2 separate regions of the Danio rerio genome follow, and region 2 is linked to region 1. A link is a contact called in public Micro-C data. All regions are on one chromosome and are shown on one strand. The core of a region is the stretch at or near the end of the contact, and the rest is flanking DNA. Distances in the headings are between cores, read along the strand shown. Region 1 holds the start of cipcb (CLOCK-interacting pacemaker b). Region 2 overlaps LOC100331694 (bromo adjacent homology domain-containing 1 protein).

Region 1 (5,197 bases), core at 1,500-3,999:
AATGATTCATGCATTCATTTACTCATCCATTCATTAATTCATATATCTATTCACTTGTTTCCATACATTCAATGAATGAATTCAATGAGTGCTTGTAATTAGTTTACACCAATAACTCCTCACTTTCTCTAATTTGGACCAGTGTCTTTTATAAATATTAGCAATTTAATAAATGCCTAAAGCAGAGGAGGAGCAGTCAGTCAAGTTTACAGTGTTCCTTTAAATCGGTTTCCACTAAAGAAAGTGTATCTAAAAATATACTGTGTGTGTGTGTGTGTGTGTGTGTGTGTGTATCTATATACACAATTAATGTATGCATTTTGGAGAAAATGCCATGTTTCAGTGTAAGTTTTAGAGCACCGGTGAGCATTATCTGTCATGATAATTATAGATTGATAGATCTTACATTTGTTTCTTGTATTCTTGTTTATGTTAAGCACTTTAAATTACCACTGTGTGTGAAATGTGCTTTATAAATAAACTTGCCTTGCCTTTTACTGTCATTAAAGTAAAAATTAACTCACAAACATAATGTAAACATGACTGACTGCTTCACTTTAAGAGTAACTCCAGCTCAATCTGCTCTTTTATTCCTGTCAGCCTCTTCATCATCCTCATCATCAGAAGCAGCATACCTGGACACATAAGAGTGGACGTGTGCTGAATTACACTGAATCAGACGCATCTTATCACAGACACTGAGAAGTATCAGTGGAATAACCTGCCAAACTGCAGCAGACAGGCCAGCAGATGGAAAATACTCTCATTATAAAGCGACAGCTCACCCTAAAAGCAGAACTCTGTCCTCATTTGAGTTTTTTCTGTCTGTCGAATTGCCATAATATTTGTTTTTCCTACTATGGAAGTCAGTGGTTACAGGTTTCCAGCATTCTACAAAATATCTTCTTCAGTGTTCAACAGAATAAAGAAGCGTATAAAGGTTTGGAAACGCTTGAGGGAGAGTAAATACTGAGTAAACGGTATTTGTTTTGGGTGACCTGTCCCTTAAGGAAACAGCTGTACTATGCAGTGAATGTTTATCATTCTGTATGTCTTAATATATTTAAATAAAAGAATAAACTCACAGTATCACCGAGGTGTCTGATTACTAAGATCAGGGAGTTTTTAATGTTATATGAGTTTTGATCTGTGCAGATCAGATGCAGTTTACAATAGATATCTTATTTACATACATGAAGTGTATTGAAGCAGCGGGGATGTCTGAAGAGCTTTATGATTCACATTTGTGATCCTTTCCAAATAGCACAATAACTTTAAGCAAGTCATGGTGGTGCAGTGGTTAGCATGTTCACCTCACAGCAAGAAGGTCTCTGGTTCGAGTCTCGGCTGGGTCAGTTGGTGTTTCTGTGTGGAGTTTGCATGGTCTCCCCATGTTGGTGTGGGTTTCCTCCGGGTGCTCCGGTTTCCCCCACAGTCCAAACACATGCGCTATAGGGGGATTTATTTATTTATTTATTTATCTATCTATCTATTTCATAATGTATTTATTACATTTTAAGCAATACAGATACAACAACAAACAAGTGAACAGAACATGGGGAGAAATAATTAAATATATATAGTTAAATAATAATAAAATAAAAGGCATCAATAAAATTAGAGATATAGCATCTTCATGCACCACAAACCTTCACAAGATCTGACCTTGTTGAATCAGCCCTCTGATGATTATGGAGGTTATGTTTAAACCCATATGTAACATAAATGCATCCCACCTCTCATGAAAGACACAAGTTAAGTTGTCCAGTGGTGCATATTAAAGTATTACCCTGTGCCATAAAGACTTTGCAGAAGTTTTGTCCATTATCCAGTTCAGGAGAATACTTTTTCTTGCACAGAATGTCAGGAACTTGCAAAGTGTTTATTATGTTTGTTCATTTTAATCCCGAGCAGCATATGTGTGGGGTCACAGCCAATAATAATAGATAAAATACCATTAATTTCTGGTTCAATCCTGGCCCAGAACTGTTGAATTTCCCTGTGCTGTAGGGGAATTGAATAAGCAATAGTGTATGTGTGAGAATGCAAGAGTGTATGGGTGTTTCCCAGCTGAAAGAGCATCCGCTGTGTAAAACATATGCTGGATTAGTTGGTGGTTCATTCCGCTGTGGCGACCCCTGATTAATAAAGGGACTAAGCTGAAAAGAAAATCACTGAATGAATAATAACGTTATACATGTCCATTTATATATAGGCCAGACCTCACACTCCATATATAATCAGTTATAGTCATACATTAACAGCACATTTCATCAATAACACATTATAGATGAGTGTAATTACAGCAGAAAAAGACATTAGGAATAATCTTCTTACAAAAACAGCACAACAACATACACATTATGAAACCATGTGTAATTTTTAAATATAATGTGTATAGGTGAGAATCATTTATTGTAGTTGCTATTAAAATAATATCAGCGTAATGCAGGTTACATGAGGTCATGTCACTGTTACATAATGAATGTGTTCAACACTCTTCTCACGTCACCCGACAGTCACGTTTTATAGCTCAGTGCTCCAGCTCAGCCAATCAGAGACGAGAATGAGATTGACGCGATTACTTAGAGCCGCCTTGCGTTTCCATAAAAGGAATCAGTCAGGAGCGCATGCGTTTCCATCCATACAACAGAACTGCGGTAAGCACCGCCTCCTGTGATGCGATTGGTCAGTCTGAGGGTTTGGTAGTTTGTGATTGCATGAGCTCAAGAGTCAATCACGTGGCTGTGAGCGTGTTTTGCGTGACGGGTTTGAGCAGGGCGTCTGACCGACCCGACGTACCCAAAAATCGGCAAATAACGGTGAAAATCGCCGCTGTGATCGATCTCACTGACCGGGTTTGTGGAGGAGCGCGGATATACCGGGTTTTGAGCCGTCATTCACCGGGATTCCCTCCGGATGAGCGGTCGGTCATCGGCGCTCACACGTAAGCCGTCCGCCGCTGCTTCTGCACTCAATAAATAGATTAATAGTACATAAATCAGCAAATCGGTGCGTGTGAGGGAATAAAGCGCGACTCTCGTCTGCTTTTCTCGTGGTAAAGCTGCAGTGTTGATGGCTGCTGCTTTGCTTTAGCCTGCACCGCCATGACTGGAGTTTAAATATTGGATAACGATATGAAACATTAATATAAACGTCCAGCACGGGTAAATGTCAACCGAGATTATAAGATCTTTGACAGCTGACGACCAGAGACGCTGGAGATTAACGTTAAATGGGTCAGCTGGTTTACGCCGCGGCTCGGCCTGATGACGTCACGACACCGGAACGTCAATATACACAGCGGTGATGTAAACTGAAGAGTTCTCTAATTATATAATAACATGCATTATTTCTGCGGTGAAAATCATCTTTACTTCTGTGTGTGGTATGATTGCGGAGATCTCATTGAAATATGAAAACGCCTGGCATTTAGTTAAGGTTTAAACATTTATTGAACCATTATACTGTTCATCATAATATTGTTATTAAATGCTGCAGCATATTACTGTAGTGAACTGAAACACTAATAAATACTGTAGTATGCTTTAGTTTTACTACAGTAAACATTGGTGTGTTGTAGAATAGTAACTAATACCCTACAGATGATGAAAAGCTCAGTGTTGGCTCGTTTGTTTCTATTACCGAAGTTCTTGTTGTGTTACCATAGCAACAGGAGAATCGCCGTAACAGATTAATTACTATAGCTGTTGTGTTTCCATAGCAACTGTAGAATCACTACAACAGATTAAATACTGTAGTTGTTGTGTTACCGTAGCAACATGAATCGCCATAACAGATAAATTACTATAGCTCTTGTGTTACCATAGCAACTGTAGAATCACCACAAAACACTAAATCCTATAGTCTCGTGTTACCATAGCAACTGTAGAATCACCACAACAGATTAAATGCTATAGTTGTTGTGCTACCATAGCGACTGTAAAATCCCCACTGCAGATTAATTCAGGTGCTTTACTGTAGTATGGTTGAGAAACACTACAGTATTTACTCTAAAGTGCTATCGTTGTGGGATTTTCAAAGATGCATTATTCTCTTTCTCCCAGGTTCTAATATAAAATACTCTAATTCTGTATATTCTCTACTGATAAACAAGACATGGTGATTAGTAACTCCATAATAATCCCTCTAGTAACACTTTGATAACAAGGTTACATTAATGAAGCTCTAGTAAGCTGAACCAACAGCAGTCCTGAAGATTCAGATGTGGAATGGGTTTTATTGAGGAGTGTGTTCAGACGTGACATTATTGGGCTCATTCTGTTGATGTTCAGGTGTTCAAGCCGGTTCGGAGGAGGAGGAGGAAGAGGATGAAGGGTGAAGCACACCTGAGGGCGATGGGCAGATTTAAAAACAGACGGATGGAGAAGTCCAAGAAGGACTCGGAGAGAGATTCAGGCTTCTCAGGTGTGTGTTACTGCATCTCACCACTCTCTGATGGTCAAGCCCTGTAGCTGACTCTCTCTGTGTGTGTGTGTGTTTGTGTTTGTCTGTTTGTGTGTGTTTGTTTGTTTGTGTGCATGTATGTGTTTGCATGCATGCATGTTTGCATGTTTGTTTGTTTGTTTGTGCGTGCGCATGTGTTTTGTGTGTGTGTGTGTGTGTGTGTGTGTGTGTGTGTGTGTATGCATGTGTACTATGTGTGTTTGCTTCTGTCTGTGTGTGTATGTGTTACAGACAGCAGTGCGGTGGATCAGACAGATGCAGATGATGATTCTCGTCCGCATACGTCGCAGCTTACTGCTGTGGTGGGCGGAGCTCTGCAGGGCTTGCAGCCAATGATCATCATGAACAATGTTGTTCTTAATCAGGTGAGCGTCACACCTTCATCACACTGGGAGAACACACTGTACTGTCATTAGCCCCTTTCACACAGTGATACCGGAAAATATCCGGAAAATTTACGGAACGACTTTACCGGTATGTTCAAAAAAGCGCTGTTCACACAGGCGAGGACGTTACGGAAATTTTCCGGAAAAGAGCATTCACACATCCATTCCAAAATACCGGTAAATTCTGACATCATTCACCACAAATGAGCTTTAAACGGCTGCGCTTGTGTTTGTAAACATTTGACTACATTACAAACTCTGTGGATGATCAATATTGTGAACAACTTTCACAGGATCACTTTCGCATGTCGAGATGTTCATAATATGTGCGTGTGCTGCCGCTC
Region 2 (5,197 bases), core at 1,955-4,454, 190 kb after region 1:
GGACCGAGCTCAGTCATGCCAGCCTTAAGTGAAAGGCTTTTTAACTCATGCAGAATTAGAGTGATTAATTCATCATGCTTGGACTACTGTAACTCAATTGATGTTGGCCAATCATATTGACCTTATTCTAAAATGCGGAAGTGCGCCTGTTTTCGCGATTGTCTTAGAACTTCCGTTTCAGTCGCCTGTGGGAGAAATGACAAGGAATAATAAACGGCAAAAAACTACTCGCTCTACAAACAAATGCTTGCATGACTACACAGACCAAGTAGAATAATATAACAAGGAAATATCAGTTTGCAACATCAAACAGCGAAACGAGCAGTTTTTAATGTCTAAAAATGAATAGAAGTGAATGAGAGCGGAAGTCTCGTGCCAAAAAGATTCAAATGGCAGCGCCCGCTCGTCTGCGGAGAATAAGGTCAATATAAATCGCCTTCAAACGGTTCAAAATGCAGCCGCTAGGCTTCTTCCAGCAGCTCTCCAAGTTTATTACTCCTATCCTGCGATGCTTAAATTGAGTGCCAATATGTTTAAGAATTGAGTTTAATATTTTTATCTATGTTTTTAAGGTAATAAATGGCCGGATTTCAACTTATCCGTCTATTCTTATCACTGTTAAAATATCTGCAGATGTTTAAGGTCATCAAACCAGAAAATGCTAGTTGTTCCCAAATCCAAATTTAAAAAAAAGAGAGAGATTGAGCTTTCTCAGTAGTAGGTCCTTAAATGTGGAGTGGCTACTTATGTCCACCTGTGCAACAGTCTCCATGAATCTTTGTTCAGAGAGAAACTTAAACTCCCCCTCCTAGAGTAAGAGCTTTAAATTTAAATTTAAATTTTGAGACAATTGACCCAATCACACCCATCTGGTGTCTTGTTATTTATCGTGGATGCTGTGCAATATGTTGGAGGTATTCTATGTTGATTTATCTTTTTTTATTTATCTTTTTTTTTGATAATTAGTTTTTTGGTTTGTACAGCACAATGGTCAACAACTGTTGTTTTATTTTCCTTTATAAATAAACTAGAACCTAAAGTCCATTGACAAACTTTAATGTTGGCTTGAGAAAGCCAGGGTGACTGCGCTACGACTTGAATGCAGTTGGCAGGAAGCCCAGCGGTTGCTTATTGGTGCTAGGCAGTTGCCAGGGCTTTTCTAGACAGTTGCTAGAGTGTTCTGAGTGATTCCTAGGCAGTTGCTAGGGTCCACTGGGTTGTTAACTGGCAAGCCTCATTTACATGTTTGATCAAATCCTCATACTTAGCAAGCATTTCTAGTGCGTTATAGCACTTGGCTAATTGTTATTAGCATAGCTAAACAATGCTAGCACGTGTAGCATACAAGAAGTCTTATCTGCTCGCATGAGTCAAACTTAAAAAGTGTATGACATCAACTGAGAAATCATTTTAAAGGAACACATGCTAAATGTCTTGCATAGTAAGAAAGAGCAGAGCTAAACCGAAAGTGAAAGTGTCTTATTATTCCTTATCCTGTAGTGCCCTCTTGTGGACACTGTCAGATCCATCAGGCTAATTTAATGCTAAAAAATGCATTTATAGGAAAACTGTTGTTTATGATTACTCCAAAGTAATATAGTAATAATCTGCAATGTTCACCACGTCTTTTGGCCAAAGTTGGGGATTGTATAATTTTTATATGCTAATAAAATAATTTATTATTAAAATGTCATATTTACAATTTCTTTTAAATCAAGAACTATAAACCAATTCGAGATGAGGAGATACAGCAACAATCTTGTATGTGGACGGCACCTTTGGCCAAATTTGGGTTTTATAGCATGAACAGCCTAGGAGAAAAAGTGCTCACTTTGCAGAATAATAATAATAATATGTTTCAGTAGCATAACAGTGTGTTGTTTAATGTTATGATGTTCTTGCTGCTGGTGGGAGAAAAAAAAAAAAGCGGTAATGAAGATCAAGATCCCCCTGACTGAAAATGACCAAAAGCAGCGCATGTTGCTTAGTAGGAGCTTTCTGTATCACTGATGCATTTATAAGGGGAATCAATGCAGTGCCAGAGGCGGAGCACACACACTACACCATCAAGAACAATGCCGGCGCACATGCTCCACAATAAATGTGACTTTATTTATAATAATGTAAATATAAGTTGTTCTTACTTTATATTTTAAGAAGAGGCATCACTTGCATGATATTAAGCCATTCATGTTCTGATACCCAGCGCTCCCTTTAATAAAACTGAAGATAAGCGCAGAAGACATGATGTTCACTGATCATTTCTGACAGCAATATTCACCTTCTGTTCCATTAAACAATGAGCTTTAGGAAAAACAGCTGAGAAGACACGTAAATAACACAAGGATGAGTATTATTGGAGACCCACAGGAAAATTCTATAGTAATGCAGAGTAAATAATATAAATGGTTATTCTGAACCCTAGTAGAGTGAGGTATATTATACTGTATATATTACAGTATCAACAACACTTGTTGAGCCCTACAGCATTACCTGATAAACTAATAAATACTGTAGTACCTTTTACAGTAAACTGCAGTGTATTGCAGTATATTACAGCTACCATATGCTAGTATTGAGTATTTATGCTACTAAAACACTGGTTGTGTGATAATATCACCTACAGAACAGCTAAATTAAAATACTTTACTATAACATGTTTAACATACACTATAGTGTTTATACACGCGGAGATGCAGAGAGCAAAGAGAAAGTTTTATAGCAGTTTCTGCACCTGTGACCTTCCCGCACTTCACCTCAGGTGTGGTTATTACCGCTCATAAACAGACGCTGCCGGATGTGCAGAGTGGAGCAGGTGTCGGGCGCGCGCCTGAAAGTTCGACGCGAATCGCAAGTTGCAGTCGTGACGTCACTCCGACGTCACCGAGTTTTCCGTTTGTTGTTGTTTATTATCAGATCACAAAATGAAGATGTGCACTAATCTGACGTCATCATTCAGCAGAAATGACGTCTTTCCTCGTCAACAACGTCGCATGTCATTAAAAGGCGATGGAGTTAAAGCGCGCGTCATCGGCGCCATTGATCTCCGCTCTGATCAAAGGCTGCCGCGGCGGATCAGACGCACATCATCAAACAGACCCGCAGCTTTAAAGACTCACCGCGTCGAGGATCCGAGTGTGTGCGTGTTCGCTCCTCTGCTGATGTTTCTCTTCCTGCTTCAGCTCAACTTCAGCTCAGCCAATCGCAGGCGCACATGCTGATGCCCACATCCTCTTCGTCCAATCAGGAGACGATACTCGCTCGTGCTCATTATAATATTCATCATATTCCGCTTCCAACTGTCAATAATTCATCACGATAAAAAACACGACACGAGCTGAGCACGTGGGTTAAAAATCAGATTTGCTATAATTCTCCATCTGCTGAAAACCCAACACTACATCTAGAAGGTGTTGAGTTGACTAATAAATGTACTAACAAACATATTTTTCAGAAGCACAATAAAATTACTCCCAGAGGCAAACTTTTGTGGAACTCTAGTACTCTAGTATAGTTAATATTTGGAAAAGAGCCTGGATAACTCCCCTAAAATACACTATTAATAATCAGATTAAGGAAATCCATTTTAGAATAGTACAGACAATTCACCCAGTAAAACCGCAGGATATCTGTGGGGTCTGCAGTGTGGATGAAGACAGCCTTTGCCACTTGTTTTTTGAATGCAACATTGTAAAGTATTTCAGGAGGAATCTAGCCAAATACATTTTAAAAATGACAAAACTTAGTTATAATTTTACATTAAAAGATGTTATTTTTTATGATGAAAACAAATCCGACACAGTCTTTTATATTTTGTTAATCTCTTTATTTTATTGGCAAAGTTTTACACACACAAACAGACATTTGCTAAATCATCTCCCTCATTAACAGGGTTTTGTGTCGAGTTTGACTATTTCTGCAGTGAAAAATCTGACATATGCATCAATTATTGTGACACTTGTTTGATTCCCCTGTCAACTCTTAAAATCACTGGATGTAGAAATGCTGTACACTATACTTTAGTTTTTGTTGATTTTTACCATTGTTGTATTAGTTTTTTTGTTTCGTAATTTGCATTGTGTTGTATGTTTGTTCCTGACGGTTATGCAAAAAAAAAAAAAAAAAAAAGCTAGCACGTGGATCAGACTGACTGTGCTGATGTTGATTTTCATAGATATATACACTAGATATCGCATAGGCACCCTGAGCATGCGTCAATATCGCCGCCATATTGGTACAGTGCTCCCAGGACAAATGTCATTCAACCGCACTAGTCAAGACAGTGTTATTACGTGAAGATGCGGGACTTTAGCGCTGTCTACGAGTGTAGTAACGAGCAAACAAAGAAAACAAAGCACAAAGGCAGAACATTTCATAGGTAATATTCAGTTTATGTTTTTGTATGTTCTGAACTTTTGTGCTAAACAGGTCACGCTATTGATGATAACAGTCACTTACTGCATTCACCATACGGCAAAGCAGAAGCGAAAAGCGGCAAAAGCGGCAAAGCAGCGGCAAAGCAGCATTAACTCGCACTAAACACTCGGCTTATGCAAGTTTTGTTGAATAAAATCAGCAAACAATGCAAAAGAAATATGACAACGAGATGCTGCGCTGCCAGAAACTTGTATTATTGTCGGCTAACGTTAGTGAAAGAGTCGTTCATAACGGAGATTCATTCACAAGCCAATCGCTCCTCCGTCAGTATGAGCAGTGAAAGCAGGAGAGGAGCTGTGTTTCAGAACATGATTAGATCAAATTAAACAGGGAGGGTGGATAGTACATTTCTGTACACACAAACACAAGCTTTTTGTCAGGAATGCCTGTGTGATCACTGATCCATCAATGTAGAAAAGTGACGTCAAATTATCATTTTCGTAATTAAAATAATAGTAATAATAATAATAAAATTGCAAACTTACCACCAGGAAAACTCCCGATTATAGATATATGTGTATGTGTGTATATCTCTGGCTCTGGATGGCCACAGTCCTCCACTGTACCTTGGTCCCGCATTCATTTCAAAGGAGCGCTACCCTGTAGCAAGATGGCGGCGCTATTGACGCATTCCTTCCAATAGACAACAATATGGTAGGCGACATCTAATGTATATATCAATGGTTGATTTTAATTTATTTATTTAAACAGACAACACACAGAATGGAGTACAGTGTCTGCTTTATTGTTTTAAACAACT

Evidence for each region. Hi-C and Micro-C count contacts between places; a contact is called where the count stands out from the background.
Region 2: a Micro-C map of caudal fin shows a contact between it and region 1, with 6 times the contacts expected there. The contact joins the enhancer-like site here to the promoter of cipcb in region 1. A contact is called at or near these places in 2 of 18 Hi-C or Micro-C datasets (caudal fin and an unstated tissue).

What each region holds. Positions count from the first base shown.
Region 1 is chr20:58,201,951-58,207,147 of GRCz12tu, forward strand. It overlaps cipcb (CLOCK-interacting pacemaker b), which reads left to right and starts at 2,750. Exons shown (of 5, transcript XM_005170230.6): 1 at 2,750-2,947; 2 at 4,296-4,428; 3 at 4,699-4,832. The coding sequence starts at 4,332. It overlaps pgfa (placental growth factor a), which reads left to right. Exons shown (of 7, transcript XM_073933885.1): 7 at 601-1,083. The coding sequence ends at 647.
Region 2 is chr20:58,389,612-58,394,808 of GRCz12tu, forward strand. All of the region lies in intron 1 of LOC100331694 (bromo adjacent homology domain-containing 1 protein), which reads right to left. Among named protein-coding and RNA genes, the nearest start is that of ora6, 8.2 kb to the right of the region's middle. Within about 2 kb of position 3,205, at least 55 of the 62 cell types and tissues checked have an H3K27ac peak or open chromatin away from gene starts, as enhancers often do. A contact at or near this core is called in caudal fin, where this site is marked.